Regions from separate parts of the Mus musculus genome. Here regions 1 and 3 are each linked to region 2. Evidence: chromatin contacts called from public Micro-C and promoter capture Hi-C data. All regions are on one chromosome and are shown on one strand. Each heading gives the region's core, a stretch centred on a gene start, on an enhancer-like site or on the middle of the called end of the contact. The rest is flanking DNA. Distances are from core to core; before and after follow the strand shown. Region 1 holds the start of Usp47 (ubiquitin specific peptidase 47). Region 2 has its middle 81 kb from the start of Gm33145. Region 3 has its middle 33 kb from the start of Gm33204.

Region 1 (4,492 bases), core at 1,723-4,222, 660 kb after region 2:
TCTCATTCTCTTGCTCATACTGCCTTTACTTAGCTTGTTCTCTCTTCAATCTGTCTCTGGAAAACTCTGGGGGTAAAACTGCCTCCTTCTCCGTCTCTGTGCTGCTCCACTCTCCCTCTCAACTCCACTGCACTGCTCTCCAGGAACTCTACTGTATTCCTGTGCTGTACTCTCTTCTTGAGACATCCATCTCAATAAATTAAATGAATAAATAAACAAGAAAAAATTAAACCTTATCAATATTTAGTCCATAGATCAACATCAGCATCTCACTATTCTTAAGTGAAAAGTATGTTCTCTGCAATGTGGGTAATAGTTCAGGGGTTCTTCACTTTATTGCTTCTTGGTATATTAAGATTTAGTCCATGTCAATTCTCTCATTATGTTTGCTAGCTTTATGTCAATTTGACACAAGCTAGAGTCATCTGAAATGAGGGAACCTCAATTGTGAAAATGCCTCTATAAGATTGGACTATATATATACAAGGTGTTTTCTTAATTGGTGATTGATGGGGGAAGGCCCAGCTACTGTGAGTTGCTGGCAGTCTTGGTGCTATAAGGCAGGCTGAGTAAGCCATGAGTGTAGGCCAATGGGCAGCACTCCTTCAGGGGCTCTGCATGAGCTCTTACCTGTTCCTGCCCTGTTTGAGTTCTTGACCAGACTTCTTTCAATGAAGGACTATGCATAAGTATAAGTCAAATAAAACCCTATTCTGCCAGGTTGCTTTGGGACATGGTGCTCCACCATGGCAATAATAACCCTGACTAAGATACTTGCTATATTATTATTTCGTTAAATCAACTTTTACCAAGATGAAAGAATCCAGAAAGGATTTCACGAAAGAGGTCATGAGTGTAAGCATGAAGGAAAAAAAGGAAAACTAGAATGGCACCTAACTTCTAACAAGGCTTCTAGAGAACCAGCTCACTTAGGAAATGGAAATGGCATGCGTGAAACAGATTTGGACATACTCCCACTTTGTGATTTTGTCCAAGATGTGCCAGCCAGGGGGACCGTGGATATGCAAGTTGAGTTATTCACCTTTAGAACAATTTACATTTCAATAGTCAAGAGAATCTTGATGCAGTATTTCTTAAAAGTCTATGATGAAGTTTCAAACATTTACATATTAAGGCTGAAGAGATGGCTCAGTAGTTAAGAGCACTTGTTGCTCTTACAGAGGACCCAAGTGACTCACAACTGCCCATAACACCAATCCCAGAGCATCTGGTGCCTCTTCCAACATCTGTGAGCTGCATGGTTGTGGTTCATGTACACTCTGATACACACAAAATAAAAAATAAAAAAAATTAAACACTCTTCCCAAACTCATCATATGTATGCTTAAACATGAAGACAGACTTTTTTGGCCTTTTCAGAAATCTGAGTAGTGTATTTAAAGAATTTTTAGTCTACTTGGATTTTTGTTTTTATTTTGTTGATTGTTTTGGGAGAAGGTATTTGACTGTTCTGGGAGAAGGAGGTAGGGATTGAATTCGGAACGCTCTGTATGCTTGGAAAGTCCTTCACCACTGCAGCCCACCTGTTAAAACATAAAAATTCTAGTTGACATTAGGAAAGATGGAAAATTAGTAGCTGAATTTCAACAAAACCCTTTGTATGGCTGGAAGCTGAAACAGATAAAAATGAGCATTGTATTAGTAATAGTAGTTGAAAATGCACTTCTTCCATTAGGATCAAAATCTTTGTGGGTTACCTTTTTCAGCTTATGACAGCTATTAAAGCCAAGTACAGAAATAACCTGAACACTGAATCAGATATTTTAATAAGTGTTTCACAAAGAATTAGCTTTTAAAAAACTAATGAAACCTAGTCAATCAGAGTGCGTTCACTAAATATTTTCAGTAGGGTTAATGGATTTTTTTATACCATTACTACTTAAAATCTCGTTTATTTTAAATGTCTGTCTTTGCTATAATTTTTAGAATTTGTAGATGTTTTACAGTGCCACAAATAGCAGAATTCTAATAAATCTTACATAACTGTATAGAGAGCTTTTCTTGGGTGTGGGGTGTTCAATAGTAACAAGTTTGGCGAACCAATAGCATAGGTAAAGGAGTTGGCGCTGTGGATGCTGGGTACATGGCACAATGGAATTAACTCAGCAGGCTGTAAGAGGACTAGTTTGCCAAAAGTCTTCATGAAAGACGTCTCACTGGGTCTTCATAATGGAAGGAGTGCGGTGAAGGAAAATGACTAATAGGAGATTTGTTTGGTCAAACACATGGTATTTACCGTCTGGGGAGATTACAAAAAAAAACATATTCAAAAGGACAGCACAGGTTGAAGCGCACCACAGCTCTGCTCTCAAAAGGCTCCCTCAGACTTGGCCCTGTAGGAGGATGACAGCAAGCCACCCAGAAGGGTGCAGGGGAGCACCTCTAAGTGTAGTGACCCCTCTTTAAGGGGCTCCAGGGGCTAGCTGATGGGCACCGAGGTCCCTAAGGAGAGTGGGGCGGCCACGAAAACATGACAGACGAGGACCAGAGCCTTGAGGGCGAAAGCCAGAAAGGCGATTTCTCTACAAGGCGCGTTGTTTACCAGCTCGAGGCCAAAGGTTCCTCAAGTGGGGCTGCAGCGGGGTCGCTGGAGACCAGGAAAGAGTCTGGGGACTGCAGGGCTGAAAGGGGGGCTTTGAACTGGAGCTCGTTCGTGACGCAGGGGCCTCGTCCCTCCCTCGGCCGACAGAGGGAGCCGGAGGATGGGAGGACCGGCTTCCCCGTAGTGAAAAGCGCCTACACCGGCTCTCAACCAGCGTAGCGCGGCGTACCCCGGGGCTGAGCAAGAGGTGAGAAGATCCCGAGCTCACGACGGCCGCCTGCATACCCCAGGCGCCAGACGCCGGGCCGCGCGCCCACTGCGTTGAATTCTCGCGAGAGCGGCGGCCGCCATTTTTCCATTGATTGCCGCGGGCCGGGGGAGGGGCGGCGGCGGCGGCGGCAGCGGCGGCGGCAGCAGCGGCGACGGCGGCGGCGCCCTGGGTCGGTGTCTGCGCGCTGGTGTCTAAGGCCTGAGCGGAGGCCTCCTCAGTTGCTGGAGCGCAGGCGGCTGGGAGGATGACTGTCGCTGCCGTTCTCTCCTGAGACACAGCCGCCGCCACCTCCACCAGGCCCCCGCAGGCAGGGCGGAGACGAGCGGTCGGAGTCTGAGCGATGGTGCCCGGCGAGGAGAACCAACTGGTCCCGAAGGAGGTGAGGGGCCGGCGGGCCAGACTAGGCCCGAAGCCTGCGGTCCGCTCGAAGTCGTGCAGGCCCCGAGCGGGAGGCAAGGCTAGGGCCGGGCAGGCGTGGGGCCGGGTGGACGGTGGGCGCGGCGGGCAGTTGGAGACCGCTGGTTCCCGGGGCCACGTAGCCGAGGGAGAGCTCCGGCTGCGAGGGGCTAACGCATCAAAGACTGGACCCGAGGAGTTGGGTTCTGCTCCCGGGGGTGGGGGGGAGTATTGCGGAGAGAAAGTGGCCTTTGAAGTCCAGACTTCACACACGTCGAGCCGAGAGAGTTAAGAGAGATCGTTTCAAAGAAAACATTCTGGAACAGTTGCCCGTGGGCAGGACGGGGTGACGGTGCTGCTTCTGGGGTTTGACAGCGTATAGCTTACGGGGCTTGTGAAATCGACACCTAAGTTGAGATCTGTGGGAGGGCAGACTTAACTGTTAAAGAGTTGTCGGTCTCCCCACCCCCCTCCCCCCAGCCTCCATTCCCCCTCCTGTTACTTCGTAGTACTATCGGCCAGCCTAAATGGGGCCTACCCAGGATCGTTGAAAAAGTAGTTAAGTGGGGCTTGAACGGGAGGGTAAGAGATAGCCGAGTTAATTTCACCATATGGAGAGACGAAACGTTGTTTTTGTGTGTAATTTTGGTCTTTTTCTGGTGTTGCCAACTTGGGTGACTTAAATTCTTAAAAGCGAGTGACATAAGACTCCCGGACTTCTTGGCTTCCCTTGAACAGTCAGTAGTAGAAGATTAAAGGTAGAATCCTGCACTGGCCAGTGGATTTCGACATATTAATAGTCCGTTGGCTTTATAAATATCCTCAGCATATTCAAACATGTATTTTTAACTGCTGGTCGTCAGGCTTAATGCTTTGGACTTTTATATCTCATATACCTTAAATAGATGCCAAGTGTTAAGTTGAAATTAGGATGGTAGGATCTTGATATTTATACACGATCATTTCGGATTCCTAAATGTTTAGGTTTTGTTTGTTTGTTTTTTAATTGTAGCAATTTGTTGCTACACAGACAACCCCTGGCACAATGCAAAGTGACTTTATTTTGTACCTGAATAGTTAAAATTTCCCATCTTTCCTTAGATGGATAATAAGTTGATTTTTAGGGTTTTGTTTTGCCGTTTTGAGGTAGGATCTTACTATGTGGACTTTGAAGTACAGACTTGGCTGGCTTGGAACTCACTTGTAGATAAGCTGGCCTGGAAATTCTTAAGAGGTTTCCCTGTCTGTCTCCCCCGATGCTG
Region 2 (4,626 bases), core at 1,522-4,021:
TATAAGTGTAAGACTTGAGTTTGATTCCCTGGTACCCATGTGAAAATGCTAGGTTTAGAGACACACATTTGTTATCCAGCACTGGGGAGAAGGGGAGGGGTGGTTCTCTGGACCTCCCTGGCTAGCCAGACCAACATAATTGGTGAGCTAGTGGGAAACACTGTGTCCAAGGAGGTGGGTAGCTTCCCCAACAGGACAATATGGGATTGGTCCTCTGACTTCTACCCATTACCTTCCCTCCCCAATTCACATAATGAATACACAGAAATGTGCATGCACACACACATACACACTCATAACACACACTCATAACCTGGGGATTTCTCAAATAGGAGAAAGGCATTTGGTTATGGGACTTCTTCCTCCTGAAAACCAAAACCAAACCAAAACAAAAATCCCCACGGCTGTCAGTATGTACTACTATCCCCCTAGTATCTTAGAGAATGGCCCTGTTGGAATTCATGATGAATCTTCATGGTTGGTTTTCTTGCTCTTGTTGAGATAATCATATGGCATCTCTTATTTGATCCACTTGTGTGCTCCATAAACAGATTTACTAATATTAAAACAGCATTGCCTTCTTTGGGAAACCTACTTGGCTGTGGTAAATTATTCTTTTAATATACTGTTGAATCCAATTTGCTAGCATTTTGTCTGGGATTTTCACATTTAGATTCATGAGTGAAATTGGTCTGGTTTGATTTTATGCGGTCTCTTTGTCAGCCTCAATGACATTCTGGGCTCCTTCTTCCCAGGGATTTCATGCCCCCTGGTCGGGATGTGATCTCTGAGATATTTTTCATAAACCACAGACTGTACCGTAGCCCACATGGCTCATCGAGTGTTAGGGAGTTATGGGATAGATGCAGATATGATGAGAAACTCTAGATGCCCGAGGCAGCCCTTAAATTAACTCTGGGACATTTACCAAGGGCCTGCCATGTGCCAGCTGCTAAATGGTGCAACCTAAAGCTTAAGTCAGCTGCTTCTCTGTGAGGAAAATTCAGACGAGCCATTGAGAACTGTCTGGAAGCAGAGAATGAGTAGAGATGTGGAAGGCCATCTCATTTGCCTGTGTTTTATTATGGAGAAACCAAGCTCTGAGAAAGCAGGACCCTTGCACACAATCCATTCTTTGGGTTCTCTGACCCCCTGCTCCTGCTTTCTCAAAGGCTCTGCATCTCCACACACAGGGAAGCCAAAAGTTAGGTTCAGACCCCAGGGAACACATTTTTCTCAGATCCTTCAAAAGGTCAGAGAAGCTGTAAGTTTTTACATAGTGTGTGTTAATAGGCTATGGAGTTAGGCCCATGACCTTGGACCTCAGGAAATTATAGGCCTCTGACAGCCTCCTCTCTTTGAGTTAGTTTTGCTCACAGGCAAGCCAACAGAGCATCAACTGTGGACCAAAGGTGGAGCCATGCTACCTGAATCCAGTTTCTGGAGAGAGGGCCATGTAATTGACCTCAGGGTCTTGAGGTCCAATGTCCCATCTGAGAAATGGGATAATAGCACTTTAAGCCAACCCACATCAATCTCTGTTACAAGCCTGCTTAGTGCCATGCCATGGCTTAGTAGCCATAGAGACCACCAAAGCTGAACAGTACACATTTCATGTAGTTCAAATAACTCCAGACTCCATGGCTTTGCACTCACAGGAATGCATCCTCAAGAAGTCATCTTTTAGTTTTCTTCTGGTGGCAAGTTTAGGAAAATGGAAAAGTCTTTGGAATTACCTCCTCAGCCACTTTAGGCTCTTGGTTTCCAAGATGATGCTTCTGGGGACTCACTTCTCTCGGTGCTCACATTTCACAGGATCTGCTGGTATTCGTGACTACTCATCAAGGTGAGTCCCATCCAACAGGGTCTCTCTTCTGGCTTTGAAAGGGTAACCACTTGGCTGCAGTGCTCATTCTGGGCATGCATGGGAGCTGGGTGGGGCTTGGTGGGCCTCTGGAACATGTCTAGTTTCCTAGTCGACAGGACTGCTTGTTTCCCTTTCCTTCCCCCTGCATCCACAGTCCAGCAGCCATGGCTCCTCCCATGATGCTTTCTGGGCACTTGCCACAAGAACTGAGACTGCTCTACAGTAGAATTCCACGAAGAACCTTGACTTTGTACCAGCTTCGGCTCAAGGTATAGATCTCACTGTAGAAAGGGGGCCTTGTGAGGTCACCACAGAGACCCTCTAGAGTACGGCCAGGCTAACGTGCACTTCTGAGGCCTTGGGCGACTCCATACTCATCCCTCACTAGATCTGATTCCTCATTTGCATAATGAAACACTAAGGTGCCCCTTTCTCTGATCTAGTGCAGTCAAATAAAAATATTGATATTGCCAGGAATGTATGTGCCGAAGTCCATGTGATAAGGGCTTGGTCCTCAACATGGTGCCTTTGGGAGATCATGGAACTTTAAGGGGTGGTGTCCAGTGGGACATCCTTAGGTCATTGGGAGTGTACTCTGGAATAGGATGCTGGGATTCCAGCCCCGCCCTTCTCTAGTTTTCTTTGGCTTCCCAGCTGTGGTGTTTTCTGCTCCCATATACTCCCACCACAATTTACTACTTTGCCCCAGGCCCAGGGTGACAGGGACAATCAATCATATCCTAAAGCTTCCAGAACTATTAACCTAAATAAACTTTTTCTCTCTGTAAGTTGGTTACTTCAGGCAATTCCTTATGTGATGGAATGCTGACTAATACAGATGGGTGAAGACAGAGGTCTTTGAAACAGATGAAGCTGTCATGAGTGGAGCCCTCTTATTGGCTAAGGTTTTGTTCTGTTGGCATCTGGTATGAGAAGATGACTTAGTCAGCAGCCATTTGGCTCCAGGAATAGAAACAGCCGGAACTCCACTTAAGAGCTGGAAGATGGGGGATTTTCAAGCTTCTAATTGCAGGGAATTACGACCAAGGTGGATTCTCAGAGACTGAGTCATCAGTAAGTCTTCTTCTTGGCCTCTCTTGGCTGCATCTCTGAGCCCAGCTCTTTCCCCAAGTTCATGGCAGTTCTACTGTCACAGTTATTCCCGGTGTGGCCTGCCTGGCAGTGGCTGCAGCTTGATCCGCACTTCTCACCATCACCGTACAACTTACCAGTCTCGGTAGCCTCAGGCCCACCGTGGGAGAGGTGTCCTCCTTAGCTTTCTCTGGGATATGCTACATGAGAGTACTATTCTATGGGACCTAGGCCTGAGTCAGTAAGGTATACAGGTAAGCTAGCTACTACTTCCTGGGATTCAGTGAACATCCCAGTGTTTCAATTGCTGTGAGTCAAGTGTGTCTTGGGGTCCTAGTTATAGTGCAAGGTGACACAGAGACTCAATGACAACACAGGGCTAAAATGTGGTCCTCTAAACTCATAGCATAAGATCTTCCCAGAGCATCACTATGGTCTTTCTCTTGTTCAAACACAGAGAAGAACTGGCCTTTGATGGATATGCTCTACCACTGAGTTGCAGAAAACAAAATGACATAACATTACAGCCATGCAGAATGTATTGTAATAAGCCTGGGGAGGCAGAAAGGAGCATTCATAGATTGACCATCAGCTGCTAGATCTCCTCAGGACACATTTTGGATTCCTTCCCTTGCCTTATGACTACATCTCCAAATACAGCAAGAGAATGTATGTGCTCTGTCCTGTATCCACACCCTCCCAACTGTACCAGAATAAAAGAACACAAGAGAAACAAGGCTAGGCCCTACGACTGCAGTAAATAAACAGGCAAGATTTCTGCCATGAGGAATCTAAGGACAGACAAAGTCATTTTTTGATTTGCTGTGACAAGAAGCTGTGGGAGTACATACAGACCTGGCCTGGCTCCCAGGAAGACCCTGGCAAGGCCTGAGAATGAATTGTGCCCACTGCTGGGGTTTCTGAATGTGCCTAGAGTTATGTTTTCCTTGTGGCTTTTCTCCTGGGCTCCCATAGCTACAGGTAATATGATCACATCCATGCCACAGATCAGGAACTGAGTAGAAGTTTGTATGCATTAGCTCATGTTACATGGTTTGAGAAACAGCGTTACAGTCTGTCTGTCACACAGAACATCACTGGGGACTTGTGTCAGTGGACATACAACCATGTGACAACTGATAAGTTGGCAGTGTTACTCAACAGCAGCTGGAGGCTGGGAGAAGGAGCAGCCAAGAGCAGGAGGTGGTCTGGGGCCTTGGAGGGCCATGTAAAGACTCATGGGTCAGGTTAACAGTTTGCTCCATAGTGCCAAAGAGATGGCTCAGTCTTTAAATTGACTGACATACATGCTTGTGGACAAGTTTGGATCCCAACATCCATATAAAAGCAAGGTGAGGTGGCATGACTCCAGTGCTGGAGAGGCGAATGGAGACAGGCAGATCCTTGGAACAACACTGACTAGCCAGGTTACTAGGCAACTTGATAAACTCCAGGTTCAATAAAAGGCCCCTGTCTGTCTCAAAAAATAAGAAGGAGCCAGAGAGATTTCTCGGTGTTTCAAGCACTTGCTGTCTAAGCATGAGGACCAGAATTTAGACCCCAGGTAAATCTGTATGAATGACAGGGGTGTATGGTGACTTGCCTATAATTCCAGCCTTGCAAAGTGGAGACAGGGGATCATCAGAGCAAGCTAGCTTGGGAAACAA
Region 3 (4,660 bases), core at 1,331-3,830, 610 kb after region 2:
AAAGCGTTTTCTCACAGGAAATGTTCTTCATTCTAAGCTACACATCTTCTCTGGGAAAGAAATACTTTAAAAGAAACCTTGAGACTGTTCAAGAATGTAGGTTCCAATTGTGTCCCAGGGAAGACTTCCTTCACGTCTTATTATACTCCTATGCTATGATATAACCTCAGCAACATGCACATATTCCCTTTTACTTTGTGACAATTCTGTGACAATAGTTTTTCACAAGTGAATTGGGTAAATAAACTAATTTCTCATATAATTCAGACAAAATAAAAAAACAAAAAACAAAAACAAGAGATTCTGGAGAGATGGCCTATCTGGTAAAGTGCTTTTGATATAGGCATGAAGCCCCCTAGGACCCACGTAAAAGCATGGTAGGTAACATGTGCCTGCGGCCCCAGCTTTGAGGTAAGATAGGTGAGGGAAAGGGCAGAGACAGGAAGATCACTGGAACTCACTGGCATGGAAGCCTGGCCCAACCAGTGAGTGCCAGATTCAAGGAGAAACTCTGTCTCAAAACCAGGTGGAAAGCAAGTGAGGAAGATACTCAGCGTTGACCTGTGTCCTTCAGCATGCGACCTCATTCAGAAATAGAACAGTTTCGGTTATAATTACTAAAGATGAAGTCATAGTGGAAAGGGTGGCCCAGGCTCTAACAGGACTGGTGACCTTACAGAAAGAAGAATGTGAACAGGCATGCACATTGCGGGAAATGCCAAATGACTGGAGTCAGATACTAAGATAATACAGCTAGAAGCCAAAGATTGTCCAGGATTAGCAGCAGAGCCTCTTAAGCAAGGAGAATGGTATGGAGTAAATACTGCCCCCTCAGACTTGAGGGGCACCTTAAACCTGGATTTCTAGCTTCCAGAACTTCAGGAAAATCAACTTTCCTTAAAGTCATCTAGCTTGTGGTATTGTTATCAGCCTAGCCAGCTGACAGATTCCCATTCCAAAGTCAAAGATGTCTGTCTCCTCTAACCTTGGCCACATCAGCTTCTTAGGGCAGAAGATAACAGAAGTTACCTGGACTCCAACGGCTGCGCCACCACAACCCAGAAACCTCTTCCGAGGCTTTCTCCTGTCACCCCTCCTCACTCCTCTTCCTCCACTTCCTGACAGGCCAATGCCAACTTTAATGCCCAATACTTTTCCATTACTAGTGGTAACATTTTGAACAACTAGTTTTTATGAATCATTTATAGACCAAGCATCTTTCAAATAGCATCTAATTCAACATTCACAACTCCCTTGGAACAAAGTGTTTTCCCCCATCTTACAGATGAGAAAACAGGTTTTTTCAAAGTTAAGTAACTTGTTCAAGGCCACACATAAAAAGGAAATGGCAGAACCAGAAATTAAACTGGTCTATCGGGTCCCAATCACTAAGTCACTGTTGCCTCTTACTAATTCTCTGCAACCAACTCACTTACTTGCCTTCCCCCTCTGAAGTCTTACCAAAGTGCACTACTTTTTCTCAACCCAGTCTAAGGAGCCTGTGGACTCTCCCTCACAGCCATTTCCTCCCGCAGGCCAACTCTGAACTTCTACCCAAACATTATGTTCTTCAAACGTCTGTCCAGAATGGAGCTTCTCCTTCCAAATATGATTTGCCCCTGTTCTTCCCAAGTGTGTCCTCAGTCTACCTAGCACCCAGGCTTGGGAACTTCATGCACTTCATTAAGTTCTGCCTTTTGATCCTTTTAATAATCAGCTTATTAATTTTACTCCAAGACATTTCTCTAGGGTTCCTTCTCACTGATCATCCTGATTCAACAGTACTAATGGATGCTGAGCATCCTGCCCTTCCCTCACCCATCCTATAACTAACCCTCTCTAGGACACCCATCCACTCAGGTTGCTGATCTCAAGTCCAGGACTTGGAAACAGCTCTCTTGAAGACTTGAGTTTGGTCTCCAGAACCTATGTGGAAAAGCAAGGCTTGTGGGCTGTGCTTGTACTCCTAATGCTTCGGGGAAGAGACAGGCAGGTCCCTGGGGCTTGTTGGACAACTAGCTTAGCTTATTTAGTGAGCTCCAGACTAAATAAGAGATTTAAATCTAAATGAGAGATTCTTGCTTTCTCAAACTCCATAGTTTCTCTCTCTCTCTCTCTCTCTCTCTCTCTCTCTCTCTCTCTCTCTCTCTCTCTCTCTCTTTCTCTCTCTCTCTCTCTCACACACACACACACACACACATGAAAGCACCCACACAAACATGTACATGCACACACAAACCCACACATGCACACACATGCACAAGCATGCACACACACAAACACACACAAATGCATAACACATTCACCACAGACACAAAGAATCCAGTTTAAACTCCTTACACAGGTAAAGATCTACCCTAGTCCACCTTCCTGATGTCTATGAAACAAAACTTCCAGAAGTTCTGCATACACTTTGGCATTCCTCCTAACAGCCCCCAAGCTATCCCTCCTGCACCTCTAATCCTATCAAGCTTCGTTCAGATGTTCTCTCCAAAACTTTGCCTCAGGTGCTGAGTCAGTCATGAGTGTGTCTCCCTCCTCCGAACTTCCTGCACATGATGTCATGTGTGTGAGTCAATGTGGCTTTCTGCAGTGATTCAGCTGTTTGTCTGTACATCTTATAATCCACACTAGATGTGAGTTTCTGCTGGACCATGATTCACCTTGGTATTTGACAAACTTAACACAGACCCTAGTATGGGGCAGCTACTTCTTAGCTTGATTTTTCTGTTTTGGTTTGGTTTGGTTTGGTTTGGTTTGGTTTGGTTTGGTTTGGTTTGGTTTGGTTTGGTTTGTTTTTCTTGGTTTGGTTTGGTTTGGGGTTTTTTTGAGACAGGGTTTCTCCTGCTGTGGTGGAACTCGCTCTCCCAAATGCTACGATTAAAGGCATGTGCCTCCTGCCTGATTCTTAGCTTAATTGTTAAGGACTCTTTTGATATATGACTGCCAAACTACTTAACAGAGGTCAGAGCAACTAAGCCTTTAAAGTACATTCAAATAACCACCCACAGCAGGCGACCTGGCTCACCCAGGTCCCTGGATGGTCTAGCCAGAGGCTGTCCTGATACAGTCCTGTGGGGCGCACTCTAGGATAAGCCACCCCACTGGTACCAAACTCGTTTTCTAGTATTTCCCACCACACCCTGAAAGGTAAGAACATGCCATTACCCATCGTCACAGGCCAGGCTACAAGATGCTAGGTGGAGACTGAACCTCTCTACCATGATGAAAAACGATAACTGGTGCCAAATTACTCGCTTGTCAGACTCCATTCGTCTCTGTTTCTCAAGCTACTTCTGTACCCAGAGGCCTCCATCAAAAGGCTCCAGCTTGTCCCTGGAACCTGGGTTCAGGGAAAGTTCAAGATTGTGCAAAGACAGAGGGAACCTCCAAAGTCTAAACTCATGAGAACGATAGGCAATCCCCACTAGTCCTTCATCCAGAGCAGAGCCAGGGTGGGGTCTGGAAACAAGTTGCTATCTTATCTCTGTATACTTGAAAGTCCTGGGATAGGAATAGTTCCATTCTCAAGGCTTCTGGATAGCACAGAGAATAATCTAAAACAGAAGATCAAACGGTCAAAAACTGGAAGTTGGAATTTTTTAATCAGATCTGGTTACTTCCCATTAAAGCAAGCTAGTCTAAAAATGAGCAGAAATCCATTATTCCCATCGCCTGTACTACCCAACAATATTGTTGTACGCATCAAAATTGCTGATAAAGTAGACAGAGTTTATATATATATAGATTAGATATAGATATATGTCGCTCACATGACAATTGTACGTAGGAGTCTAAGGCATAGGAGAGGAGGCTGAAGATGTGGTCAGCAGGCTTTATATACAAAATATTAAACCTTTACCCTGCCCAGTGATAAATTACGATTATTAGGAAACAAAGTTTCAGAAGTAATATCCCAAGATCACATAGCTTCTAAATGCCAGTCTTTCTAAGGCAACAGGGAAAGTAAGAGAACAGTTAGTTTTAAGAGAAATGAGATATTCATAGAGGCCCGTGGTCAGCTGTACATTCCTAGATAATGAGACAAGAAGCTAATGTAGACGCAAGATGCCCTGGGAGCCATAGTTAGTGACTGACTTTATCTTGCAAACAACTAAGAACTTTTCAAACATTTTTAAGCAGGAAGTGTCACAACACACTTGTGTTTTAAAAAATGAGAATATGATCTAAGGGGAACAAAAATCAAAGGTAAAGAGAGGAGTTGGGAAACTGTAGACATTACCTTGGAAGTCATGATGACGACCCTGTGCCGCCCCCATCTCTCTGATGCAAGAGAAAAAGCCTTGGAATACAGAGATCCTCTAGAAACACTCAGCAGATAATATCAACAGATCTTACATTACATAAGGCCTTCACTGACCACATCTCCAGTCTCTTCTCCCAAGCCTTTGGTTCCCACATACAATTGTCATATGAGTGATACAACGGTGTTATATCAAACTGTGCAGAAAATACAAGAGCAAACGAAGGTCTTTTAGTCTGGAGAGAGATACCAAACAAATAAGAAAATGGAAAGGTTTGTTTACTGACCATGAAAAGGTGACATAGCCAGGGTTTGGGTTCCTGTAGAACTGAGTGGTCTGGAAAGCTCTGTAAGGAGATGCCATTTGGATTTGCTGAAGCCACATGAAAGGCAAAG

What was found. Promoter capture Hi-C pulls out the DNA fragments that hold promoters and counts their contacts. Hi-C and Micro-C count contacts between places; a contact is called where the count stands out from the background.
Region 1: a promoter capture Hi-C map of the 3T3-L1 cell line shows a contact between it and region 2, with 4 times the contacts expected there. The contact joins the promoter of Usp47 here to the enhancer-like site in region 2. A contact is called at or near these places in 4 of 39 promoter capture datasets (the 3T3-L1 cell line, 3T3-L1-derived adipocytes and embryonic stem cells) and 2 of 115 datasets of contacts at active chromatin or transcription factors (embryonic forebrain and stem cell-derived neural progenitor cells).
Region 3: a contact with region 2 is called in a Micro-C map of muscle stem cells, with 5 times the contacts expected there. The contact joins two enhancer-like sites. A contact is called at or near these places in 5 of 484 Hi-C or Micro-C datasets (the F1.1 cell line, embryonic stem cells, muscle stem cells and 1 more) and 2 of 115 datasets of contacts at active chromatin or transcription factors (the NIH/3T3 cell line and stem cell-derived neural progenitor cells).

Annotation. Positions count from the first base shown.
Region 1 is chr7:112,020,534-112,025,025 of GRCm38.p6, forward strand. Usp47 (ubiquitin specific peptidase 47) reads left to right here and starts at 2,973. Exons shown (of 29, transcript NM_001357952.1): 1 at 2,973-3,213. The coding sequence starts at 3,175. It also overlaps Gm3960.
Region 2 is chr7:111,364,665-111,369,290 of GRCm38.p6, forward strand. No RefSeq gene overlaps it. Among named protein-coding and RNA genes, the nearest start is that of Gm33145, 81 kb to the left of the region's middle. Within about 2 kb of position 2,772, at least 44 of the 459 cell types and tissues checked have an H3K27ac peak or open chromatin away from gene starts, as enhancers often do. A contact at or near this core is called in muscle stem cells, where this site is marked.
Region 3 is chr7:111,974,026-111,978,685 of GRCm38.p6, forward strand. No RefSeq gene overlaps it. Among named protein-coding and RNA genes, the nearest start is that of Gm33204, 33 kb to the right of the region's middle. Within about 2 kb of position 2,581, at least 51 of the 459 cell types and tissues checked have an H3K27ac peak or open chromatin away from gene starts, as enhancers often do. A contact at or near this core is called in muscle stem cells, where this site is marked.